4 separate regions of the Mus musculus genome follow, and all the other regions are linked to region 3. A link is a contact called in public HiChIP or PLAC-seq and Micro-C data. All regions are on one chromosome and are shown on one strand. The core of a region is the stretch at or near the end of the contact, and the rest is flanking DNA. Distances in the headings are between cores, read along the strand shown. Region 1 overlaps Gm31711 (a long non-coding RNA gene). Region 2 has its middle 39 kb from the start of A530046M15Rik. Region 3 holds the start of Inhba (inhibin beta-A). Region 4 overlaps Gm31711 (a long non-coding RNA gene).

Region 1 (2,983 bases), core at 103-2,602, 190 kb after region 3:
GCATCCTATATTCATTGTTTATTCCTTATATATGGCTGGCTACTCTTGTCTGCATTTCCATTTGCTTCCTCGTCCTGCCTGCCTGAGAATATCAAGCACCTTAAAATTAATGTCTAAATCAACAATGGCAGTCCAAGCCAGCCTCCGCCTCTGCTGTCCTTCTTTCTGCATTAAGATATACTCAGTTTTAGGAGATTAACATCTCAAACCTTTAATTAAGGTAAATTTTCTTTTTCTCATTTGTAAAATCACAAATCTAACTAACTTTCTACATTTCCATGCCCAATCATCGTCAAGAGTTGTGGATCCTAGTTCCTTTTAATTAAATGTGATGTCTATACATATATGTAATTCTAATCTTCAGTCATTCATACTTGACTCCTTGACATGGCTAACAAAGTATCTCTTTAACCTCTCCCTTCTTGGCCTCAAAACATTTCCAACAGAACCTTGGGGCAAGTCTTTTTAGAAATTTAGGTGATAGTTTCGATACCTTAGTATTATACAGCCCCATGCATGACTTTATTTATGAACCAAATCTCTATGTAGTTACCTCTTATTCCCTTGCTTTGTTTCTTGACATGAAGTCACGTTTCTCTTTCATGATATATGTTTATACATATCTACTTTTCTCCATGAAGATTTTACAGAAGCTTCTAGTAGGATAACATTGACTTTCAGGAGCCCTGGGGTAGGTATGTATTTTAGCTTGATTCTGTAATCCTTGTGTGTAAGTTTCATTGGATAATTTGATTACTTGTCAAGCTTCATGGAGTCAGGAAGGTGTTTTGCTACCTTTGCTGTGCTGTTCCTGTGCTCAGCACTGACAGTATCGTGGCGGAAAAGAAAAGGATCCAAAGATCAGTTCAAAGAAAATCTAATGAAATGTCTTTACTTGGAAATACACAGAATCACAGAAAGTGCAGGCTGAAAATTGAGACAATTGGAGCAAGTGAGTCAGCACAGCCATTGTTTTGAGCAGACTAGAGGAGTTATAGGGTCTTTGAACTCTGATTTGGTGAATAGGTAATTTGTGAGGATGTAATATGGTTGGCGTTAGGTAAGAGAATATCTTTCCTTAAAACCTCCACAATAGTCAGTGTTACTATTTCAGCAATATTATTTATTCCTTTGCCATATGTGGCTTAACAGAACTCTAGTTTTCTGAAATAAACAAAACCAAAGATTCTGCTTCATTCTCTTCTCCAGAACTTTTATTTTGTGTAGGAGGAAATAATGTTAGCCTAAGTGGCTTATTTCAAAACATATGTGTGCAAATGTGATTCTCTCTCCTCTGCCTTGCTGCTCTGGCTTACTGGAACCGAGGCGACCTCGGCCTGACACAGCCCAAGGTCTGGTTTGTGTGATAGTAATGTTCTCTGACTATACAAGGCAAACGTAGGCAAGGCTCCTGCTCCCTAGTTATTCAGGAGCCTGTGTAATTTTCAAATCTTTTGTGTTACTGGTAATGATTTGGCAATCCAAACAATTTGATTTAAAAACTATCCCAGGCCATCTTACCCTTGTTAGCCTTATAGACGGAATACCCAAACCCAAACAAACAAAAAACCCAAATCAAACCAATCAATCTACCAACCAAGCAAACAAACAAAACAAACAAAACAAGCAAACAAACAAAACACTGCATGAGGAATGTCTTGCAGGCCAGTTAGATATGAATATAAATAGAAGATGTTATGTCATAGAGGAAGAAGATCAGGAATTTGCACAATTATAAGTCTCTGTATTCTGGACTGAGTTACTATTTCCAAGATTCTCAATATAGCTTCCTTAAACAAGAGGTATTACAGTATCCAAGTCACAAGGTGGTAATTTTACAACACATGGCAAAAATTGGTTAAGTTATCAAAATGCTTTACAAAGATAAAGTAATATATCTTTAAATTTGTCCAGTAGCTCTCCTGGCATTATCTACAACCTAACAGCAGTAGGGCTTGGAAATAGAACATTAGTGATGACTCAGTTTTTGAGGATAAACACGTGCGTCTCTATTAAAAATGTTGAATTTTCAGCGCGACTACAGGCTCTTGAGAAAACAATGCAGAGTGACAGCACGTTTTAGAGATTTTTGTCACTTAAAGATGAAATAATAATTAGAAATAGTAAAAAAAAAGGGGGGGGGCAACCAGAAATAAATGCGACAGTTTTCATTGAATAAGAATCATCTGGAACATAGGCTTAAATGACTCAGAGCCCCACAGTGATTAAATCTTCTCTACTACTCCCCATTTGTGAGTAAATGCTAATTATCTCTTTGTACATGTTCTCTGAAGTGGCATAATCATTAAACTACCAAATGAGGTTTCACAAACAAACAACCAGAGAAGTGACCCCCTAAAAGAGCTTGAGGAGAGGAAGTTGAACAGGTGTAACCACAACAGCTATGAGAAGAGGCTCATGACACAGAAACTAGTTCCCCAGCACATTCCTGAGGAAGACACAAAGTGATGTTCACCGTAACATTGTTTGGAAATTATGATAAAAATAGTTTCTCTAGTTTCCTGTGTCAAACCTCATATTCAAGGTAAAAATAAACTTTTTAAAGCAAGGATAACAACTGAATGGAACATGATTAGAAAGTAAGGGCTGGCCTCTGCGTGTAACCATGGGATGCTTCCCGTGGTTATTTTTCTTTCACATGCAGAGTAATATTGCCTTATAGACTTAAAAAAAATCCTTAAACTTTTAAAACAAACAAGCAAGCAAGCAAAGAAGAAACATAAGTCCACACAAAACCATGAAAGATGGTAGATGTAAGGGAGAGAAGGCTGTGACAGTTCTACCTGATGGCCCGTTGACTCTGACTGGAAGCTTCTGTGAAATCTCCTCTAGTGGCAAGGAAGCCACTGGCTGGGGTTTGGAGTTCTCCCAATTTCATGCAAAGTTGTATGGCTTTTAACTATTTTCTGTCACTGGATTTTTAAAATAATAATTCTTTGAGAAAAGGGTTTGAGTCTCAAGG
Region 2 (2,799 bases), core at 34-2,533, 170 kb before region 3:
CAGGAGCACGATGAAATCAGTCAGCTAAGATCTTCAGGATCCAAGGACTAAAGGACCTTAGAGTTTCTTCTCTTGTGTTGAAAGAAATAGATAAAGAGCGTTCTGTCTCACTAAACCGAAGTCTCTCTGACAACATAAACATCTTGTGCCTTTGCAGTAACTCCCCTTCCTGCTGAAGATACCATGGAGCCAGAGGAAGTCATTCTTTACTGTGTTTTTGAAATGACAGAATTTTCTTGGTTGTTTGGTGTGGTAGTTTGAATGAGATTGTCCCCCCTTTCAGTATCCTCCCCCTAATAGGCTCATATATTTGAAAGCTTAGCCACCAGGGAATGGAACTGTTTGAAATGATTAGGAGGATTAGGCATGGCCTTGTTGGAGGAGGTATAGCACTTGGAGTGAGCTATGAGGTTTCAAAAGTCCATGACAGGCCCAGTTTTGCTCTCTGCCTCTGCCTAAGGATGTAACTCTCTTCCCCTCCCCCTCCCCTCTTTCACCAAGGTCGTGCCCTCTCTCTGCTTCCATGGTTGCTCTCTTCTCCCTCCCAAGTGGGATTGAAGCATCCTTCAGCTTGTTAACCATCTTGGGTTCGGTGGATTGTATCCTAGGTATTCTGTACTTTTTTGAGCTAATATCCACTTATTAGTGAGTATATACCATGTATGTTCTTTTGGGTCTGAGTAAGGGGAACATGGGGGAGAGAAGTCCTGAGGGCCAGCAGAAAGAATGGAAATGGATGGGGTGGGGGGGAATCCTCTAGAATATACGAGAGGCCTGGGAGATGAAAGGCTCTTATGATTCAATGTTATTTTAGATGAAATGCCCAACAGTGGGGAAAGGTAACTTGTAGAGTCTACTTCCAGTGGACAGGGCATCAAGTGAAGGACTGGGGTTGCCATTCCACAGTCATAGTACCCTACAGGCATTCTTGGTGCTGGAGGAGCTGAAAGTTCTCCATCTTGATCCACAGGCAACCAGGAGGAGGAGGCTCTCTTCTGCAGTGGGTGGGGCTGGAACACTAGAAGACCTTAAAACCTGTCTACTCAGTGACACACTTTCTCCAGCAAGGCCATATCTATTCCAACAAGGCCACATCTTCTATTAGTGCCACTTCCCATAAGCCAAGCACATTTAAGCCACCATACATGCCAAACAGGCCCTTGCTGAGTGCTTGATTGAGCAGTTGCCCACTTCCTGAGTAGCATGCCAAGGCTGCTTTTACTTAGCCACTGCCTCTTACTGCTGAAAGCCTCTGTTGTGTCACATGATCTGAGACATCCTTCTGAGGCATTAGTCAGGCATCCAGGCTCCAGGCTCTGAGCTCTTCTGTAGGCCAGTTGCTAGGAGGGACCCAGAAGAGGCTGAAGTTTAGAGAATTCCTTCTCAGCTGCAGAGCTTGCAGAATTGTGCTACAGTCATTTTACAGATTGGTACTGCAGTGGTGGTTCTCATTTCATTTTCTTTTCTCCCGGCCCTCAGCTACACACTAGGAAGGAAGTGGGTGCACCCAGGTGACTGCCTTTGGTTAAACTGAGTTAGCCTGGTGTTTCATGCAATAGCTATGTCTCCAGGTGAGTGTAAAAGCTGGGGCTTTGGGTCAAGAGTTCATTTCCATGTCACAGGTGGCAGTTTAGGACTTGATGTGAAGTCATAGCCCTGACTTTTTTCAGACCAAATGTTAGATAAGGTGTTCCAGATCTCCTCCCCTAGGTACAAGTTTTCTACATGCCACTCACAGAGCTGGAGGTGGAGGGAGAATTGAAAAAAAAAGTAATAAGGGAAAGGGGGAGGAGAAGAAAGTAAGGAGAGCCCCCTCTGTTGTCACACAGAAACCAAGACTGGAGAGGTCTCTCTGTTAATATCATTATCTGTGACCAGCTGCTGCTTCTCTGTGACTGTAGTCCCTGTGCCCATAATGCTACCCTATTCTTGATGCAATTTCTGTGCCCTGATTGTGTCAGAGCCTCCACCTCTCTGCCAGTAACTCACGTGACCACAGACATCTACACCTTTAACTGCCTCGTGCAGATAAGCCTGGTGTTTCTCTCTGTGTCTTGGGCAAAATCAGAAGCCCTAACAAACTGCATCAGAGTACAGGAGAAGGCTGGTTCCTGCTGACGCACATACCCATCTCTGCCTCAACTGGGACGTTCCTGCTTATGTGTGGGATCCAACCTCTCTCTATCTCTCTTTCTCTCTGTCTCTGTCTCTCTGTCTCTCTCTCTCCCTCTCCATCTTTTTTCCCACCCCTCATTCACACATATTCTGTGGGTCTTCTTGAAGGAGCTTCTTCTGCCAGAGGAATCATTGTCCTTCATGTTTAGCTAGTTCAAATACGTCCTTCGTGCCAAGGCAGGACTTATTATTATTCTGCATTTTTATAGTCCAGCTCAGTACTGAAAAGGTAAAAGTTACTTTCTAAAAGTCTCTGGAATGAATGAAGGAATGGATTAAATACAATGGAGTCATTCAGTATCTGACAATCACAGTCAAGTTCTGGTGTCAGGAAAAGAGTTTAAGCTCTGGAATCAGACCAAGACATGTTTGAATCTTAGACCCAGAAGTGTTAAAATCACTGAGAAATGTGCACAGCCATACACAGAAAAGAACATGTAGGGACCAATCTATTTCCTATCTGTGTCTATTTTCCCTGTCTTCTATATACTATCTCTATTATCTCAGTTATCTGTTTCCATCTGTCTGCCTGTCTGTCGATCCGGATCTACCATCCATCATCCATGCTGATCATCTATATGCCTATCAAGAGATTGAGAGATTGTTTGAGGAATATGTTGCTGT
Region 3 (2,825 bases), core at 82-2,581:
TCCTCATAGACAGCATGAGGCCTGAAGGGATACTCAGGTGGTTCTGAGAAAAAATGTGAGTCTTAGGAATCAGGGAGTTTGGGGTTAACCGTCTCTTATTTGTTGTTTTGGATACAGTTCAGAGCAATGTGAATGCCCCCCTTTCCAGTTCGGTTTTGAACTATTCATTCTTGTTCTAGCTTAGAAGCACACAGCCCCCTAGTTGGATTTTTGACTGCAAAGTGCCGCTCCATCTCTGGCCCAAATCCTGGTATCTAACATTTGGCCCAAACTAGTTGCAGGCTGTGGCCTGTAGGAAACAGACAGGTTTGCCAACCCCATACTCTACCAAAGCCGTTTGATGGGATGGTTAGACAGGGACTTCCACAGTTTACTGCAGCAAATATCATTCAGAGTCCTGCCCATGTTTTCTGGATGTTGTGCTGTCTCTTGTGGGGGAGAGGGTAACCCTAACCAAGGAGGCCAGGTCTTCCCCCCCCCCCCACCACCCCTTAAGCCCAGAACAACACGTAGCTGATGAGAACACCTCAAAGGTTCTTTTCATTTTTATAGTCACGTTTCATGTTTACTTTCCCAGCAAGGCAGGCAGAAATCATGAATTTTTTTTTTTGAAACAGATTTTTCATAGGAAGGAACCAAACACCCTGAGTTATCAGCAGCTTGTCTGTGCCTCTGAACCACCAGCCTCCTGTCATTCAGTTGAATCAGAGGACACTTGTCAGTCACCTGCTTAAGGTGTCCACATTCTCTGGCTTGCATGTTTCACTGAATCACAGGATCTGTGAGCAGCAGCTAACCACAGAGTCAGAGTCGTGGAAAACGGCTTCCTTTCCAAGCCTGTCTCCTTGCTTCAGGGATAGTGAGGGAAGAGCGATTAATAGCCTGCATGAAAGCTTAAGGACATACGGTTTGCTTGAGAGGAAAAGTGAATATTCTCACGACTTGATCTCTGCCAACTTTATATGGGCCCAGCTGCTGCACAGGGCAAACACACTAGTCCAGAGTTAGCTATGCCCCTAAGATGTGTGTCACCACAAGCCACCGGCCAGCACTGAAACGCAGGTTTCCCTCATCCACACAAAGGAGCTCTATCCTCAAAGGAACTTTGTTTCTTGACCAGCTCACTAATTGTGATTGAAAACACCAGCTCCCCAGCAATGCTCACGCATCCGAGTTAGCAGAAACAAGACAGGCCCTAATTGCTCCATTTACATAAAAGTAGAAACATACAACTTCTAAATATAAATCTCTGGCACATCTCTTCTTTTGCAATTACAGTAAAATAAGGTACCAGTTTCCCTCCGGGCTCCTCCTCACAGCAAGCTGCTCCCGGGGTTCGCTAGTGGCTGCTCCTCCAGGCAGCACCGGGCCAGCGTGGAGTTGGAGCTTTGTGAAGTAGCCAGTAAATCAGAACGCCTCCGCTAGGTGCAGAGCGCGGTGGCAGCGGGCCACTCTGCCAGTGCGGTAGTCGGTGGGACCGAACTCTACACTCGGGAAGGGGCAGTCTGCGGGTGCGGGGCCTGAGCTGCCGCTCGCCTCCGTTGGCCAGGAGACCGGCAGCCCCACTGCAGGTCCTGGTCCCTGACATTCCCTGGCACCGAGGGCTGGGATCAGAGATTCCCGGCTGCACTCACTGAACAGTGATTTTTTTTTTTTCTTTCCCCTCCCTGAATTCTTTAGCTGCCAAAAGGGGGGGAAAAATCAAGAGCTGCGCTTTTAAACGAAGTTGCCCTTGCTGGTGTTCAGGGTAAAAATAGAGGCGGCCGCTTGGACCAGCTTGGCCCCTGAGTCCAGGCGTCCCGCGAGCCGGGCTGGAGCTGCGCATTCGGGAGTGATCCCTGGAAACTGCCAGCAGGTGCTGCTCAAGGTACGGTGGCAAGCTGAAAAGGGACAGGGCCTGGGTGCAGGGAGTCTCCGCGGGAGGGGCAGGAAGTGAAAGAGAAACCAACCCCGCTCAGAGCTGCGCTGACCAGCGCACGCCCTGGGCCCTGGAATTCAGCTGGGAAACGCTGATCCTCAGCCCAGAATATTCCACAGAAGCATTTTAACCTACCTGCTTCCTCCACCACCCCCACCTGGATTTCCATGGAGGAGAGGAGGCTTTCCCAAAGTGGTTCCAGCTCTGAGGTTGGGGGAGATTCAGCTACGTCATAGCTGCTAGACTGGCTTAGCAGGTTGGCACTTTCAGGGTGTCAAAGGCCAACAGGGTCTCAGAGTGACCCTGTGTGAGGCGGCCCCTGCAGTCAGGGTCTTGAACATTCTTATGACACACATGCTTAAGAAACTACAGGGATGCTCCGAAATAACATTCTTTTGTGACCACTGAGTTTTGATCCTGAAATTATACATCCCACTTTATAGATGGAAACACTGAGGCTTGAGTTTAAATTAGGAGGGCGCCCCGGAGCTGGGGTCTGATTCGGGCACTTTTCTGTGCCAAGCCAGTCTACAATCTACATTCGGGTGCAAGTGGGACTTTCCCTGAAGTTATGTGTGAGGCAAGAAATGAGTTTAGATGCTCAGGGATTCTTATCAAACAGCATGGAAGTGCCTCTCTTCCAAAGGTTTATGTTCACCCCGGGGTTGGGGTTGGAATGGAAATGACTATCACTGATTATCTTTCTGTCTTTGCCACCCATATTCCTGTCATTTTCCCCTGCAACTTTATTTCCTACTTCAGTTCTCTTATGCGGATCTTAGAATACTCCTTCCCCTTGCCCCTCCCCTTCCCCCACATATAGCTAGCATCCACACTTTGAAAGCCCTCAAGAGAGACCCTTTCACAGACAGCTCCTGGTGTCATAAAGAAACCTTCCCCACTTCAC
Region 4 (3,086 bases), core at 72-2,571, 200 kb after region 3:
TTTTATATTTTATGGGTTTTTGTGTATGTGAGTGTGTGTCCCTGGGTCTGTCTGTGTTTCTGGAGCTTTTTCTTTGACTTTTTTTCTTTTCTTTTTTCCTTTTTTTTTTTTTTGTTTGTTTTTGGTTTGTTTGTTTTTCTCCTTCCTTTCTTCCTTCCTTCCTTCCTTCCTTCCTTCCTTCCTTCCTTCCTTTCTTTCTTTCTTTCTTTTTTTGGTTTTTATTTTCAAGACAGGTAGCCTTGGCTGTCCTGGAACTCACTCTGTAGACCAGGCCGGCCTTGAACTCAGAAATCCACCGGCCTCTGCCTCCCAAGTGCTGGGATTAAAGGTATGCACCACCACTGCCCAGCTGTTTGTCTTTATTCTTTATTTTAGCTACCTGATTTTTTAAAAATGGGTGTGTGTGTGATTGAAAGGAGAGGAGAGGAGAGGAAGAGAGAGAGAGAGAGAGAGAGAGAGAGAGAGAGAGAGAGAGAGAGAGAGAGAGTTGGGCAAGAGGTAGGGAGGCTCTGAGAGGAGTTTGGGAAATGATGACCAGAATATAGTGTATAAAATCAATTTTCAATAAAAACAAAGACTAAAATGAAGGAAGTTAGGGTAGGATAAATTAGTCTTAGAAGGGAAGGGACTCTTCATGGATGAACAAGATACTTAATATAGTTAGTCAAAACAGTGTGAATGTTGCACATGGAGAGGCAGCATGTAAGAGGCATGATAATGAAACATAAGTCATACCATGTATGCATAGTACCATATAATAGCATGGTATATGGCCAGGCAGATGAAGAGCTATAGGAAGGGTGAAGTGAGAGAGGATCGTGAGTGTGGGTAAAGACTTAAACTTAGGACATAAGTTGGAGGTATTTCATTCAGATCTATGTCTTAGTTGGCATTGCCTAGTGTGGAGAATATTATCTAGTATATTAGGGAGAAAGACCTCTTGAGAAGTGATGTAAAAGAGAGGAACTATACTCACAGCCTATATAAATGCAGTGGTCTCTAGATGATTTTAGAAAGTAAGCTTGTTCATTAGTTGATTACAAGAGATGAGCAAGTCAGAGGGTAAATTCAAAGCACTTATCTTTAATGATCATATTTGCTGTCCAAATAATCAACACTGTCGAGAGTAGATACGAGGGAAGAAAATACTGAGTCCTGAAAGTGTCAGGCTATAGTTAATGTCAGTTCTCACTAGTTAAAATATTTATGAATCATTTGTGATTCATAACAAAAATCAAATGGTGAAGTATGACATTAGACATAACATATGGGTTAACATGGGTGACCTGTGGCTGGCCCAGGGCTCGGGCTGCTGGGCCAAGTTGGACAGGAAGTTTGACTACACACATTGGACTGTGAGAAGCCGCAGGACCCATAGCCTGGGACAGAAAGGGAAAGGGCTAGAGGAGAGAGCCCTGGCTGGTTCCGGCTAGGAGGAGAGTGTCCCTGGCTTACTCTGTAGAGTGGCTTGGCTTGGTGGAGACTATGTTGGCTGAGAACACAGAGAGGCTGCGTGTGGGAGATTGGGCACTGCTCTTTAGAGGAAGATCTGCTCCAAGAGACAGTCCATGGTTTTAAAGCATTTATTGCTATGGTCGAGAGTTGTGATGAGTGAAACTGTACCCCACTTTCTCAGGGCAGGCCGGAGGTTAAATACTTTTTGCAGGGAGCAGTCTCTGGGAAGGAGAGCTTAATTGACAAAGCCCTTCAGACCTTTAGGGAGCTCATTAACACAGAGATTTGTCTTGAGTTCACTTGAGCTGTAGTCACATCCTCTACCTGTGGAGGTGTGTGGGGAATTGCCCTATGTGAGGGATGGCCACAGAACTATGGAGAGCTGGGGCCTCGTGTCAGGAGCCCAGTGTCTGGGAACGTGGCAAAGAACACCAGCTAGGTCTCCAGGGTTTAAACATAGCTCAACCAGAAAACGGGCTGTCTCTCACAGTCCCACAATAGCATATTAAAAGAATTTCATTGATTACTTCCAAATATGTGCCTTTATAGGGCCATGGTGTTCATTGTTGTGGATCACAGTCATGTAAGATTCCTAAATCCTTTTTTCCTTTAGTGGCTTGCATACTGCCTTCGGATACTGTGAAAGCTCGTCTTCAGAGAATAGGCTTTGTGTTTTCTGCCTCATAGGACGATTGTTTTCTTACATGTACAGAACCTTTTCAGTTTTATGAGGAAATTATCAGTTGTTGGCCTTACTTCTTGTGTGAATAAAGTCGTGTTCATAAAATGGGAAAAGATTTCAACTTTCAAGTTTCACATTGGGGACTTTGATCCATTTAGAGTTAAAATTTATTAAGTATGATAGATAGATGGAGGTCTAATAGATAAGTGTCAAACCTATCTATTATAATATTATATAATAATATAATACTATATAATATTATAATGATGATATAATAATATGATATCACATAATAATATATAACAATTATATATTATATATCATATATAATACATGATATATCATGTATAATATATGATAGGTAAGATGCACCATGCAATTACAATAATATGGCTGTGTAAAACAAGACCTGAATGATGATACCACACATTAACATCCCTAAATGGTAGATGGGGAAAATGAACTGGCCTCCACATCTAGAAGAAAAGCAGTTAATGACTGTTGAGAGGTGAGACCTAGTTTTCCCTTGCAATGAGCCTCCTACATTCTTGTTCAATATCAAATAGTTATTTAAAAACATATACAGGTTAAAAACATTAAATGGACTCAATCAACTGTTGTATGTATATAATAATAATAATAATAATAATAATAATAATAATAATAGAGTAAGAGACGATAAATTTGAGAGGAAGCAGGGAAGACACAAAAGGGACTGGAGTGAAGAGAGAGGGAGAAAATTATGTCATTATATTTTAATTTAAAATAATAGAATAAAAAGGACTTGCAAGGAAAAGTATTCAGACTGTGCCTCTACTTCAGAAAGCCAACATGATCATAAGCCCCCAACATTTAAGCTAGTACTCTCCAAAGCAAGGCAAACTTAGTGTCTTTAGGACTAAGGGCCATGTTTATGGAGCCAATTCTTATATTGTACCTTTGTATGTTT

What was found. A called contact is a pair of places that touch in the nucleus more often than the background predicts. HiChIP or PLAC-seq counts read pairs in DNA pulled down with a chosen protein or histone mark.
Region 1: a contact with region 3 is called in a Micro-C map of granulosa cells, with 3 times the contacts expected there. The contact joins the enhancer-like site here to the promoter of Inhba in region 3. A contact is called at or near these places in 1 of 39 promoter capture datasets (frontonasal cranial neural crest), 2 of 484 Hi-C or Micro-C datasets (the AML12 cell line and granulosa cells) and 3 of 115 datasets of contacts at active chromatin or transcription factors (bone marrow-derived macrophages, craniofacial prominence and stem cell-derived neural progenitor cells).
Region 2: an H3K4me3 HiChIP or PLAC-seq map of bone marrow-derived macrophages shows a contact between it and region 3, with 6 times the contacts expected there. The contact joins the enhancer-like site here to the promoter of Inhba in region 3. A contact is called at or near these places in 6 of 484 Hi-C or Micro-C datasets (the HPC-5 cell line, Th17 cells, bone marrow-derived macrophages and 1 more), 1 of 115 datasets of contacts at active chromatin or transcription factors (bone marrow-derived macrophages) and 1 of 9 other capture datasets (liver).
Region 4: a Micro-C map of the HL-1 cell line shows a contact between it and region 3, with 6 times the contacts expected there. The contact joins the enhancer-like site here to the promoter of Inhba in region 3. A contact is called at or near these places in 6 of 39 promoter capture datasets (the 3T3-L1 cell line, cranial neural crest, frontonasal cranial neural crest and 3 more), 8 of 484 Hi-C or Micro-C datasets (the AML12 cell line, the HL-1 cell line, adipose-derived mesenchymal stem cells and 3 more), 5 of 115 datasets of contacts at active chromatin or transcription factors (the NIH/3T3 cell line, cardiomyocytes, craniofacial prominence and 2 more) and 3 of 9 other capture datasets (adipose tissue, liver and pancreatic islet).

The regions. Positions count from the first base shown.
Region 1 is chr13:16,197,854-16,200,836 of GRCm38.p6, forward strand. The region is part of intron 8 of Gm31711 (a long non-coding RNA gene); the gene reads right to left. Among named protein-coding and RNA genes, the nearest start is that of Gm31711, 62 kb to the right of the region's middle. Within about 2 kb of position 1,353, at least 4 of the 459 cell types and tissues checked have an H3K27ac peak or open chromatin away from gene starts, as enhancers often do. A contact at or near this core is called in granulosa cells, where this site is marked.
Region 2 is chr13:15,844,763-15,847,561 of GRCm38.p6, forward strand. It overlaps the pseudogene B230303A05Rik. Among named protein-coding and RNA genes, the nearest start is that of A530046M15Rik, 39 kb to the left of the region's middle. Within about 2 kb of position 1,284, at least 85 of the 459 cell types and tissues checked have an H3K27ac peak or open chromatin away from gene starts, as enhancers often do. A contact at or near this core is called in the HPC-5 cell line, Th17 cells, bone marrow-derived macrophages and 1 more, where this site is marked.
Region 3 is chr13:16,010,520-16,013,344 of GRCm38.p6, forward strand. It overlaps Inhba (inhibin beta-A), which reads left to right and starts at 1,332. Exons shown (of 5, transcript NM_008380.2): 1 at 1,332-1,571; 2 at 1,681-1,867. It also overlaps the pseudogene B230303A05Rik.
Region 4 is chr13:16,215,185-16,218,270 of GRCm38.p6, forward strand. It overlaps Gm31711 (a long non-coding RNA gene), which reads right to left. Exons shown (of 9, transcript XR_382099.2): 6 at 3,075-3,086. Among named protein-coding and RNA genes, the nearest start is that of Gm31711, 45 kb to the right of the region's middle. Within about 2 kb of position 1,322, at least 11 of the 459 cell types and tissues checked have an H3K27ac peak or open chromatin away from gene starts, as enhancers often do. A contact at or near this core is called in the HL-1 cell line, where this site is marked.